2 separate regions of the Gossypium hirsutum genome follow, and region 1 is linked to region 2. The links are chromatin contacts, called in public Hi-C maps. All regions are on one chromosome and are shown on one strand. Each heading gives the region's core, a stretch centred on a gene start, on an enhancer-like site or on the middle of the called end of the contact. The rest is flanking DNA. Distances are from core to core; before and after follow the strand shown. Region 1 holds the start of LOC107901175 (2-oxoglutarate-Fe(II) type oxidoreductase hxnY). Region 2 overlaps LOC107901176 (golgin candidate 1).

Region 1 (6,956 bases), core at 888-3,387, 41 kb before region 2:
AAAAATTGTGAAGACAATGTTTCGCAACAGAATGGAGGATGATTTTTTTTTTCAGCTTGCTTGGTTGCATACATCGAAAAAGAGATAGATTGAGAATTTTCAACAGGTTCTATCATTGATGAGTTTGATCTTATGAAAAACGGAGGGTGCAATTTAAGATGCCTAGTATTGATAAATAGGACTAAGGCCAAGTTTTTTAAATTTAATTTTTGGAATTATAATGGTATTTATGAAAATTTTAGTATGATATCAGTTATTCTTTCTTGCATATTGGAAAGAAATATTTAATTCTATATAGTATGATTTTTTCTTTTAATTTTTTTACAGTTAAATCGTTCATAATTTAAAAAAAAACATTAAATTGATTTGTTTAATAAAACAAAGATTCCGAGAAGAATTGACACTTTTTACGTTAAAAAAATCGTTTAGATTTAAAATTTTCACCCCCTTAAAATAAAATTCTGAATCCATCCTTGATGTCAATTGTCTAGATCAAATTGTGACAAGTGATGTTAACATTCCAGATTATTTGCAATGCAGGAAATAAATTAAAGGTCATAAAGTTTGTACGTTGGAGTATTTTTTTTATGCTTAAGTCAATTCTTGATGAAAAGAGTGAAATGGTGTAAGATTAAGTGTATGGTCATACCTGATCAACATCATAATATTAGTATTTATAGATGTCTATGGTGCTTACCTAAGGTTGTTTGGCCTTGTGGTTGGATCTGACTATTGCTCCTTATTGGCTAGTCCGTTTTCTCTACATCTTCGAGGACATTAGTCCATGCTCAATTCTATCGAAGGATTAAGTTAATATTAGGGGTGTTAAAACGGTTAATTGAATTAAATTAATATTAATTAAATTAATTAAAATTTTTAATTTTTTAATTATTAACTGAACCGAAATATTTCGATTATTTCGGTCGGTGAATTAACCGAAATTTATATATATATATATTTATTAAAACAAGTATAAAACATATAAAAAAATAAATTAATAATGTTCATTTGACCGAATTAATTAAATTAGTAATTACTTAATACATAATAATATATAATATTATTTATTAAGTTCGGTTAATTACTTGATTTCGAATTGAATTAACCATTAATCAAAATTCTAAAAAACCTTTAACTAACCTCCAACCGAACTAGATCGGTTAATCGAATTAAATCAATTTAACGAATTAATTAGATTTTAACCGAAGTTTGAACACCCTAACTAAGAGATCTTGTAGAAGCCAACCAATGATGAAGATTGAAGAAAATGCCAACAAATGGTAGCAAACGGAAGCGAACGTATGAAATACTGGAGTTTGGATAGATTTGGAAAAAAGAACCTAGGTTTGAATCCATTGATTTTTAGTTTTAATTTTTTTTTAATTATAATTATTGGATGGGTTGGCTAAAAAATAAAACAAAATTGGACAGGTTGGGGATACGATTTGGGGTAATATTAAGGGGGAAAAAAATAGAAAACCAAAACATCTTCTAAAACCGGTTTAGAAGGGTTTTAGCTAAGTTACCTGACTCTCTGTTTCGATTTCTTTTAACCGTTCAAAACTCGTCACTGATGAAATGGTTGGATCAGACATTTTCAATTTAATCATTCGGTCTAATCTGGTTATGTCTGCCTTACTAGTTTAATTATTAAAACCAATTAACCTTTTATTATTATCTAAAAATTCTATTAGAATATAGAAGTTTTATTTTTACATGGTTGGAAGCTAGTTAATAATGACAAATGAAATATGTATGATATTAAAATGAAAAAATATTAAATTTAAACACATAAATACATATATTACTAAATGAATACAATTATTTATGATGGTGTTACCATCTATCTTGAATTGACGTTGTGTTAACTTATGACACTAATTTAACCAATAACATTACTAATATATATACAATCGATAGATATAATAAAGTATGTATAATAAAATCAAAATATATAAAAAATATTAAAATAAATGGAAATTTATAATTTTTCAAATTTTTATATTTTTATAAGAAATGTACTTCAACTCATGTTTTCCAATGTCAGAATCACTTTTATTTAGAAAATAGAAATTGAGGTGAAAAATATTAGATAAGTAATATAGAAATGTAAAACAAAACCTACCACCTTAAATTATGTGAACCAGAAAACGCGTGTCCCACTTACATTACCGAGAAGTTGCCGTTGGTCTCTCAACCTATAAATTCTCATCTCGAATTTCTAAACTATGAGACCATTAAACTAACAAAAGCAGAACACCAACTGCGCCAAAAAGAGAAAGCAAAATGGCAAATCAGAAGCAAAGCGGACCCGAACCTCCTATCAAAGTCTCAACCATCAATTGTATCGATCTGTCTAATCCTGATATTGGTGAATCCGTTGCTTTACTAAAGCAGGTTTGGTTCCCCTCTGTATCTTTTTGGCTTCTGTGTTTTGTTGTACTTGTCATATGAATTTACTGGTTTCTGTTTTCTTTTCAACTGTTTTGATGATTCGAAGTTGATAGTTTGATGCCTTGGTGATTATCAGACAACCCCATAATAGAAGTTTGGTTTTTTTTTTTTTTTTTTGTGGTGGGTTTAGGCTTGCTTGGATTGTGGATTTTTCTATGTTGTAAATCATGGGATAAGCCAGGAATTTATGGATGAAGTATTTGCTCAAAGCAAGAAGTTTTTTTATTTGCCATTAAACGAGAAACTGAAAGTTTTGAGGAATGAGAAACATAGAGGCTACACTCCCATGTTTGATGAGGTTCTTGACCCTGACAATCAAGTGCATGGTCAGCAATTCTTTCTCTTTAGCGTTTGTATTTCTGTATAACTGCATCATATGTTCTATTTTTCATATTCATCATTGGTGCAATAGTTTGCGTGCAACTATAGTATCAAGCTTTTTTTCCCCTGTTGGGGTAGCAGGAGACTACAAAGAGGGGTATTACATAGGCGTGGACGTGCCTGAAAATGATCCTGAATCCGAGAAGCCGTTTAATGGGCCTAATGTTTGGCCGGCAGATGGTAAAATGTTTCAACTTTCATTGGTTGGTTATTTTGCAAGACCTGTTTAAAAGAATATTTCACCAATTGCTTTGGTCACTTTTGGCACTGGTTAGGTGTTTTGCCTGGTTGGAGGCAGACTATGGAGAAATTCCATCATGAGGCATTGTAAGTTATAAGTTATGTGATTACATATCTATGCTTGTTTCATGATGATGTGTGCAAAGAAAAATGGCTGATAAGAATTTATATTTCTTCTTCTTGCTATTAGAGAGGTGGGAAAGGCAGTTTCAAGGATCATAGCGCTTGCACTTGATCTAGAGGTTGATTTCTTTGATAAGCCTGAGGTGCTTGGGAAGCCTATTGCCACCTTGCGCTTGCTACACTATGAAGGTGTAAGATCATAGGATATCTTTATTAATCTTATTGTCATACACAATTGATATAAATCATTATATGAATTTCATAATCTGTTCAGATCAATTTTCTGATCCCGCAAAAGGAATATATGGAGCTGGAGCCCATTCTGACTTCGGATTTATTACACTTTTGGCAACCGATGATGTTATGGGTCTACAAGTATGAAAGTTGCTATAACATGTGACTATATTGCCAGTTTTCTTCACATTTCACTAGTTAACAAATGTTTATTTGATTTTTCTGCAGATATGCAAGGATAAAGATGCAAAACCTCAGATATGGGAGTATGTGACACCAATAAAAGGGTAAGTCACTGATGGCTAGCAGAGATTTGAGCTTGTAGGTTACATTGTACACATGCTTCCATATTGTGCATATGCAATTTGGTTTTAGTAGAGAATGCATTTGGATCCAATCTCAGTTTTAGTGAATTTTGTCTAATTATTTACTGCCCCGAGCTTGCTATCATTATTCTTTTGTGATATCTTCTTAAATTTCTATCCTTGCATTGTTCTATTCTTGCTTCCCTTGTGCTAAGTTTAACTTTTTAATCACCAATATATGATGGGCTTAATATGTGGTTGATTTGTTCAGAGCTTTCATAGTCAACCTTGGGGACATGCTGGAGCGCTGGAGCAACTGTATGTTCAAGTAATGTGCTAGCTTCAGTTGTAACTATGGTCTACACTGCCTTATTAAAGATGAAATTAATTATGGATTTCCAGGGGCCTCATTGCTGAAGAGCTTAGACTAATTTTGATGATCTGCTTTGCCTTTTACTTTTAAGTTTAGCCATTTATTATATTGATAAATTGAAAGCAGAGAAATGTTGTTTAAGGCTGTCATCTCAAACAAATAGAACTCCGTTACCTTTTGGTTCTTTTGCATCATTACATGTACATAGGATCACTAAGAGAAAGCTGCCTTATGGTGACCTTGAGCTTTTTTGTGCCCGAGGTGTTGTTTCTTTGCAATATTCTTATGCTTATTCATCATTTCATCTTTCCTCGTTTGAAAGTGTACTGCTGTAAACTCTGTTCATTTGTTTTGAAATATTATAGTTTCTTGATGTCATGTTGTGGAAGGCTGGAAGCTACCTTTTTATAACCATCTTTCCCCTGTTGTATCTAGCAGGTCCACCTTGCACAGAGTTTTGGGGAATGGTCAAGACAGATATTCTGTAAGACCCTTTTTTTTTAACAACCCTCGTAAAATTTTATTAATATCTGTTCAGGGCATTGAAATTTACATCATCATGAGTTACATCAGCATCAAAGAGAAAATTATGCACTAGGAAAAAACAACTGATAAAAGTATCCAAGTACCTAACTTTCTTTGTTATCCAGGTTTTAAGGCCTTTCGCCGTATTCATGATTGATTAGATGCTCTATGATGTCTTCATGTTACAATATCAAGTTGCTCCATTGTATTCATCTTGTTACACTCCTTGTACATCCCATGCATGACTTTAGTGCTGGTTATATATTTACTTCTTCACTGTCTATGGTAATTAACTACAAACAAGGTAAATTTGGCTTTTCTAGCACTTTGAAATTTACGTTCCTACCAACTCTCATTTTGTAAGTTTCTTTATGATTATTGTAGCCTGGATTTTTCTTGGCACATTTTGTCTTGCTAACATTTACATAATCTTAAAAGTAAAACTAAGGTTTATGTGTTTTGTTTCTGATGGCAGATTGCATACTTTGTGGAACCTAACCATGACAGTCTGGTTGAATGTTTGCCTACTTGCAAAACAGAAAAAAGTCCTCCCAAGTAAGTCTTTAGTATCCAGTTGTTTATAATTATAGATGATAAAGATCGAAAATCCCTCCTATTTGAAACCCGTAGTTGCTATGACATTTATACGGGATTTAAACCCAAGTTGCTCTAACTCTTCATTTTGCTTGAAGTACCATGGTCAAAGGGTGTAGGCATGTGACCTTCCAAAGATCCTCCAAATATATATAAAAAAACTTTAAAATAACCAAATCTACCCATATCTGACACTTACACCCAAATCTTATAACATTGATTTAAATTGTCTTGTTCTATCTAACATAACTGCTGCGTACATTCCAACCAGGTTTCCCCCAATCAGGTGCTCAACATATCTGAGCCAACGTTACAAGGACACTCATGCTGACTTAAGTGTATACGATAAACATCAAGCTTGAAGTCCTTAGTGAAAACATGTTTAGGAAAAGGTGACATTGTAATTTTCATCATACATCAGCATATCAATTTGAATGTGGTTATATCATACATTAGAAGTCTATGTAAATTGTATTACAGTGATAAAAGTATGTAGTGAATTTACTACATGTTCCAAGTTTCAACATAGAACCTATTTTGAAAATTTTCTCTTCAGCTGGACTATCCTAAAATGACTCAATGCTATGGATGATATACCTGTATTTTTATAACTTGCCGACAATTATGAGAGACTGCTAAACAGCTGTTCAAACACTCACAATGGTGCAAGTTAACATTTCACAACCCAAATCACATTTTTACTATACCTTATTTATTAGGCATTTGTTAAAAATTGAACGTCAATAATGGCAATGTAGAAAGATCGCAAAGAAAAAGAAAGAAAATTTAATAATGTCGAATTCGAATGATACAAGAGGAGTTTCGACTATATCTATTCATAGGTTGAAAAAATTTAATTCTAATCTATGTCAAATATATTATGCTAATAAATACTAAATATATTATACTAATAAATACTAAATCTTCTAGAAAGAAAATATATTTTGTTTAACTTGACTTGCAAGCAATCTCTTAGAATTTGGGTCACACAACTCTAGCAATCTCCACCTTGACACGGATTCTCAACGATCAAGTTCTTTATCACGAACTCTCAACGAACAAGTTTTTCACCTCGTTCATGAAATACCTTAAGGGTATTCTTCAATAATGAACACCAACCAAGACCAAGCAATGCTCGAACTTGGTTATAGGAAGTGATTTAGTCATTACATCTACAGGATTATCATGAGTATTAACTTTGCTCACAACAATATCGCCATGAACAATAATATCACGCACAAAATGATACCAAACATTAATGTGCTTTGTTCTCTAATGAAACATTTGATCCTTCGTAAGGAATATGACACTCTAGCTATTATAAAACACTGTACTGATCTGAAAGTCTTTACTGAGTTCACCAAAGAGTCTCTTTAACTAAATAGCTTCTTTACAAGCCTTGGTAATCTCCATGTACTCAGCTTCAGTAGTAGACAAAGCAACTATAGTTTGCAAAGTGGCTTCTCAACTAATTGCGCAACCTCCAATAATAAAGACATACTCGGTGCGAGATCTTTTATTAATGTCTATAGCAAAATCAGAATCAACATACCCAATGACTTCATCTTTAGTTCTTCCAATCTGTAAGCAAACATTAGTAATACAATGTAAGTATTTGAAAATTCACTGAACTGTTTTCCAATGTTCTTTACCAGGATTTGCTATGTATCTACTAATTGCACTACATATGATAAATCTAGTCGTGAGTAAACCATAGCATACATGAG
Region 2 (6,883 bases), core at 1,163-3,662:
TTTATTTTTGCTTGTAAAGGCTACTTGAGGTTTTTTAGGTATAAAACCTTAAAGTGATTTATAGAAGGTTATAGTTGAGCCTTATAGAAGCTAGAGGGTTATAATTTAGCCACAAAAGCTAGGGGGAAGGTTCTATCTCAACCTTATGAAAAAGAGATGAATTGTAAATGTTATACATTTTCCTTGAAAGGTATCAATTCAAGTATAGTGAATTGGCAAATCCTTGGTTGAGATATACCAAGGTAGTGGAGGTAGGGAATTGGAGTCAAACCACTCTTTTTCTCTTTCATTTAGAAAAGTTTTTAGAAATATTGAAGATACCAATTCACCCCCTCTTGGTATTTTCAAGCGTAACAATTGGTATTAGAGTTAGCTCTCCATCAAAGGTTTTACCATCGGGGGAGGAGACTCTAGGAAAAAGTACCGAGTTTGAAGATGGCACAAGCTTTCGGCTCAACTAGATTAAGTGAAGATCAATCCATTGTGAGAGCTTCCTACCTCAATGGAGAGAGCTACTCTTATTGGAAGATAAGGATGAAAATTTTCATCCAAGCCAATGATTTTTATGTGTGGAGGATTATCTCAAATGGTGATCTAAAGGTGCCCAATGATGAAAATGAGTGGGAAGATGATAACAAGAAGAAGGCTCAATTAAATGCCAAGGTCATGCACTCTTTTTTGTGCATTAAGTCCTAATGAGTACAAGAGAGTGTCCTAATGTCAAAGTGTAAAGAGATATGGAACAAGTTTGCCACCATTCATGAAGGAACAAACCAAGTCAAGGAATCCAAGATTAGTTTTCTTACACTTGACTTTGAGCTTTTCAAGATTAAGTCGGGAGAGAGCATCAAATAAATGTTCGATAGATTCACCGACATCATCAATGGTTTGAAGGCACTTGGGAAGGCTTATTCCAATAAACAAATGATGAAGAAATTGCTCAATAGCCTACCAAAAGAATGGGAAGCAAAAGTGACGACTATTGAAGAATCCAAAGATTTGGATAAGCTTTCTTTAGATGAGCTCATAAGTTCACTCATCACCTATGAGATGAAGTTGGAGCATGATAAATTTGGTTTATGGTCCTCCATCCAAGAAGAAAGCAACAATGATGCTGATGAGGAGTAGGATAATGAAAAAATAATCATATTTGTCAAGAAGTTCAAAAGATTAATGAAAATGGACAAAGGCAAGAGACTTCAAGAAAGAAAATAGTTTGCTACATTTGCAAAAAGTCGGGGCACAACAAGTATGATTGTCCTTTGAAGAAGAAGCAAGAGAAAAAAGAAAGCCATGGTAGCTACTTGGAGTGATCGCAACTCTTCCAATGATGAGGGCTTGGGCAAAATTTGCTTCATGTCTTTTGAAGAGCAGGAGGTATCATCTGGAAAAAGAGATTTGGTGATGAATCACTAAAAATATAAATGTGGAAGAATTTATTGTAAGTTATTTAAATATTAGGTATTTTGGTTGTTCTAGAAGATTGCGTGAAATTTAATAAAAATTTTAATTTTAATTTTAATTTTAGATTTAGATTTAGATTTTATATAATATTTTAAAGTTTTTTATTTTTTATAATTTTTATATTTTTAATATTTTTTTATTTTCAAAGGATGGTGCCACAAGTCACAAGTAATGACTATCACGCCATCTTGTTTTAAGACTACTACAATATCAATATATATATATACCAGAAAAAAAATCTTGAGTATTAAGCTAAGACAAAAAATATATCATAAAATCAATTTAGGATATGTTTTAGGAGGCCAAATGAGTATTTGAGTTGTAAATAAAGGTCAGATTACAAATTACAACGGTACACTTCTATAAATAAAGGAGACTACTTGTAGAAGGATTTAAAAATAGTATTGCGTATATACTCTTTATAGCAATTACCGATGAGGTAAACTGAAGGTGACATTATATATGCATAGATTTAATTAGCCATGTTAATATTAGTTATCATACCATATTATATACAATATCTCTTCAAAAACATTCATTTATGATGTAGAGAACGAGTAAACGTCACCGTTTCCAAGTCACCTGTATACCAAAAGAATATTATCATTCACAGCCGAACCACTTACTTTGGATCTACAACATGCTTGCTGGCTTCTCATTTCTGATTTTCCCACCCCCATTTCCAAAACGAACTTCCAATTTATGTAAAATTGGTAGTATGTCGACAGAAAATCAACAGCTAGCAGTTAGCGGCCGCTTGATGCATCTGGATTTCAGAAATACACCAAAATCTAAATTTGCTAGTTGTAGTTCTCAATATAAAAATGCCAGTGACTGATTTTAGATGTGTGTGCATCTTCTATAGTTTCCTAATTCTCGAAGTGTTCTTGGATCATTCCATGTATGCCTGCAAAAGAAAATAAGAATAAGCAAACCTTGCAGATGGTAAACCACATAGTTGGAGAACCCTTGGTCGGAGCTAAGGTGCATTTTATTCCCCAATTAGGGTAAGTTGGAGTTTTTAAGACCCATAGATTCCGCGAGTTCCCTAGCAGCAAAATTGTCCGCTTGTTCCTATAAACAACATTTAATGCGATGATTAGGCATGTGTGATAAGGCATATTGACTTACAGTTGGAAATATAAGTGGATCCCAACAATCAATTGTTCATATGTTAATTTTCCAAAAGGCCGGATAGTCAATACCTGAAGACGATGTAACAAGTACATCAAGAAGAGATGTACAAATACCTGCATATAATTTTTGTCATTGTTATTATAGAATTTAATCCATATATAACACATTTCTACAAAGAGAAGGTGAAACTGTTCTTACAAGATAGCATAGCAAGATTATTCGAGCTGCTGGATATCGCCAAAGAAATCTTGTGGCCCTAACAGATACTGAATCCAGTAATTTCACAACCTTCTGTAACTGCATGAGGCAGGTTGAAACATGGGTCAGAATAAACAATGGGGATGATAAGTTGGTTTTCGGGATATAAGAGGGAGAATACCTGTATGCTTGCAACAGCCATGTGACGGTGATGCAAGGGAAGAGGCCTGCAATTTTGAAAATATCAAAAGTAACCTCGTCATTAAATTAAGAGGAAAAAAATATATTCATGCAGGGGATAGGAGAGCCAATATGAATGTAGGATGGACAGGTAGCAATAGCTCTTTTCAATTTCGCTTCACATCTATTTACACTCCATACCAGTACTAGGGAGAGCATATATTAAAGCCAAAATGAATAACTCAATCACAAGAGTCAAAGCCTAAATATTTACACAGAGTATTCTAATTTGAAGGCACTACAGCCAAAAAAACCAATGCAAGAACAACAGCCAAGGTATCAACAAAAATGAGCGCATATGGTCAGTTAATGGATGATTCAGCCCTGCAGATTCCACTCTGAAAGAATTTCTTTTCTTTTCTTTTTTCCCTTTTCTCCCTTCTTACCAAAGAATGAGAATTTAGAAGTTCTAGTCATAACGGTTGCATAATATTACACTTTCATCTCATTGAACTTAAGGGTGCACCATGATGCTTTCCTTATAGGCTATGTTAAATACTGGGAGGTAAATGTCTAAGTTGCAAAGAAACCAATTCATTCCAAACATGGCGCTAACATCAGCTATACTATTTCATTCTTTCATCCAAAGGAAAGATGTATGTAAATAATCATATCAGGAGATCTAATTGAGCCCAACAGAACACCTACAACAGTTGATGGTTCTGCAGAACATACAATTTATAAGCTTCAAATTAATCAAATATAAGCAATTTTAACAAATCATGTTTCCTCAAATGAAAACCAGTCTGAAAGGGAAGGTAACATATATTCTTTTACTTGCTAAAAAAGATCACATCCCAATACTCTCAATAAGATGCTAAAACTTGCAGATAAAGGATCTAAGGATTGTAATCTAATAAAACAAAAAGCTTAACATACTCAAGTGCTTTGATTTCAGTGTCTTCCTCCCAGGACATTGATGCCCGACGAGGAACTCTACTTCTTTCTACTTCAACCTGTTGATTGGAATAGTACATCACAAGCAAAAAACAATGATATTGAATATAATTAGTTCTAACAAGACATAGACAATCAGTCCTGCAGCAGAGATATCACTAAACCTGTGCTTCCTGAAGACGCTTTATTTCCTTCTCCAACTGGAACTCGGCTGCAGCTTTTTCACTAGCCATAGTTTCTAACTGCGTTTGCTTGTTGTACTGAATAATGGTGTATCCCCAAGAAGTCAGCCCAAACAAATAGGTTTTACAAGAACAAGTGAAAAAGTAAACCTCAGTTTCTATTACCAAAAGGTCAGTTAATTCACGGTAGCGTTTCTCTAGCTCCATATGCTCCTGAGAGTAGGCAACAACATATGACAATGGCTCCATATATGTGTTTGAAGTAAGAAAAACAGAAGAATAAATTTGAACTGTTACCTGTCGAGAATAATGCTCAGCATCCCTCTTCATGGCAGCCATTTCAACCCTCATTTTCTGCAGTTCAGCCTGCAGACAGGAAAAGTGGTCAAAGAAAACAAATCCAAAAATCAGCCAGCAAAGAAACCAGAATAATCTTACTATAATTTTACAATATAGAAAAGAGGAAAACATTTTTTTGATACTTGCCTCTAACAAAGAGAGCTTGCTCTCAGCGTCTCTTTGACCTCTGCGTGCACGCTCTACTTCCTCCTGCCATGCCTGCATCTAATAAAACCATCTTTAAGTCATCATTTTCTCAATTACTACAGTTGATGCAACAGCTAAAGGCCACATATTATGCCTGTAAGTAGATGTTAAATGGATTTTGAACTTTTGAACTTCAGAATGTTCTTAATGACATAGAATCCATGTCCCAGTAGACAACATTATGCATATCCCATAAGTAGGTGCTTTTTAATGCTAGGCTCTGGCTGTATGGAAATGGTCCAGTGACATTTCCAAGATAGAATTAAGACAGTTATATCCTCAACATATCTACCTGAACCATTTGATTTGCCTCTTCTGGGGACTTCTTTTGTCCACGACGAGCTCGAGCTTCCAAATTTTGCAATTCTTGATTTAGAGATGCACATTCAACCTGACATAATATCAGGTAAATATTAAGAGGCTTTTCACTTCATATTTTGCTCAGTCAAAGAGGTAAACTTTCATATAAAGCATTGTTATCAGTTTGTTTTATATACCTCAAGAAGTGCCAGCTTCTGCTCAAACTCTGCAGCTTTTGTTGTCCTCTCATCTGCAACCCTCTGGATAGCGAAACAAGCAACAATTTACAATGCTTGTTGGAAATATATAGAGGGCCAAATGATCAATGGACACCTGTGCTGAACAAGGAAAGGGCACCAGCTTTGCTAAAAAAGTAGCGGTATTTTGAACTCCAAACTTTAAATGGCATATTAACTACAGGACAGACTGTTGATTTTTTATTTTTTATTTTTTTAAAATTAATGGAAAATAAATTAAACTAAGCTATGACACCATAATGGTGGAACTAATTGCAGTATCCTCATAAATAGCGCAATTGTAAACAAGTGCAGCAACAATGAATGATAGCTTAGAGACAACAATCAACATAAAACTACTATATTAGTAAATATGAAGCAGAAAATGAGATGTCGAAATGCCTTTGAGATTAGTTAACCACTATCCTGATTAAAAATTTCATGTAATTGCCCTTTTTTCGTCACTTCAGTATTTGAAACTCATGCAGATCATTAAAAACTGGTTTCCATGTTTTCTCGGAGAAAGATTTGAAGTAAATAAGATTGTGAAGATATTACCGGGTAACAGATCTTAGAAACACCAGAATCCAAGAATTTAGAGTGCAAACATCCAATGAACCATTTGAAAATAAATTAAACTAAGCTATGACACCATAATGGTGGAACTAATTGCAGTATCCTCGTAAATAGCACAATTGTAAACAAGTGCAGCAACAATGAAGGATAGCTTAAAGACAACAATCAACATAAAACTACTATATTAGTAAATATGAAGCTGAAAATGAGATGTCGAAATGCCTTTGAGATTAGTTAACCACTATCCTGATTAAAAATTTCATGTAATTGCCCTTTTTTTGTCACTTCATTATTTGAAACTCGTGCAGATCATTAAAAACTGGTTTCCATGTTTTCTCAGAGAAAGAGTTGTGGTAAATAAGATTGTGAAGATATTACCAGGTAACAGATCTTAGAAACACCAGAATCCAAGAATTCAGAGTGCAAACATCCAATGAACCATTTGAAAATAAATTAAACTAAGCTATGACACCATAATGGTGGAACTAATTGCAGTATCCTCGTAAATAGCGCAATTGTAAACAAGTGCAGCAACAATGAAGGACAGCTTAAAGACAACAGTCAACATAAAACTACTATATTAGTAAATATGAAGCTGAAAATGAGATGTCGAAATGCCTTTGAGATTAGTTAACCACTATCCTGATTAAAAATTTCATGTAATTGCCCTTTTTTCGTCACTTCAGTATTTGAAACTCATGCAGATCATTAAAAACTGGTTTCCATGTTTTCTCGGAGAAAGATTTGAAGTAAATAAGATTGTGAAGATATTACCGGGTAACAGATCTTAGAAACACCAGAATCCAAGAATTTAGCGTGCAAACATCCAATGAACCATTTGAAAATAAATTAAACTAAGCTATGACACCATAATGGTGGAACTAATTGCAGTATCCTCGTAAATAGCACAATTGTAAACAAGTGCAGCAACAATGAAGGATAGCTTAAAGACAACAATCAACATAAAACTACTATATTAGTAAATATGAAGCTGAAAATGAGATGTCGAAATGCCTTTGAGATTAGTTAACCACTATCCTGATTAAAAATTTCATGTAATTGCCCTTTTTTTGTCACTTCATTATTTGAAACTCGTGCAGATCATTA

The links. Hi-C and Micro-C count contacts between places; a contact is called where the count stands out from the background.
Region 1: a Hi-C map of leaf shows a contact between it and region 2, with 1.8 times the contacts expected there. The contact joins the promoter of LOC107901175 here to the enhancer-like site in region 2. A contact is called at or near these places in 5 of 34 Hi-C or Micro-C datasets (callus, leaf, petal and 1 more).

Annotation. Positions count from the first base shown.
Region 1 is chrD06:11,959,550-11,966,505 of Gossypium_hirsutum_v2.1, reverse strand. LOC107901175 (2-oxoglutarate-Fe(II) type oxidoreductase hxnY) reads left to right here and starts at 2,137. Exons shown (of 11, transcript XM_016827073.2): 1 at 2,137-2,397; 2 at 2,585-2,780; 3 at 2,917-3,015; 4 at 3,111-3,162; 5 at 3,266-3,387; 6 at 3,473-3,573; 7 at 3,661-3,719; 8 at 4,009-4,055; 9 at 4,549-4,594; 10 at 5,111-5,190; 11 at 5,501-5,773. The coding sequence starts at 2,287. The coding sequence ends at 5,532.
Region 2 is chrD06:11,919,095-11,925,977 of Gossypium_hirsutum_v2.1, reverse strand. It overlaps LOC107901176 (golgin candidate 1), which reads right to left. Exons shown (of 22, transcript XR_005914690.1): 11 at 5,162-5,224; 12 at 4,957-5,055; 13 at 4,605-4,682; 14 at 4,416-4,484; 15 at 4,284-4,331; 16 at 4,101-4,196; 17 at 3,919-3,995; 18 at 2,981-3,026; 19 at 2,800-2,898; 20 at 2,670-2,714; 21 at 2,091-2,538; 22 at 1,142-1,384. Among protein-coding and RNA genes, the nearest start is that of LOC107901176, 9.8 kb to the right of the region's middle. Within about 2 kb of position 2,412, at least 2 of the 9 cell types and tissues checked have an H3K27ac peak or open chromatin away from gene starts, as enhancers often do.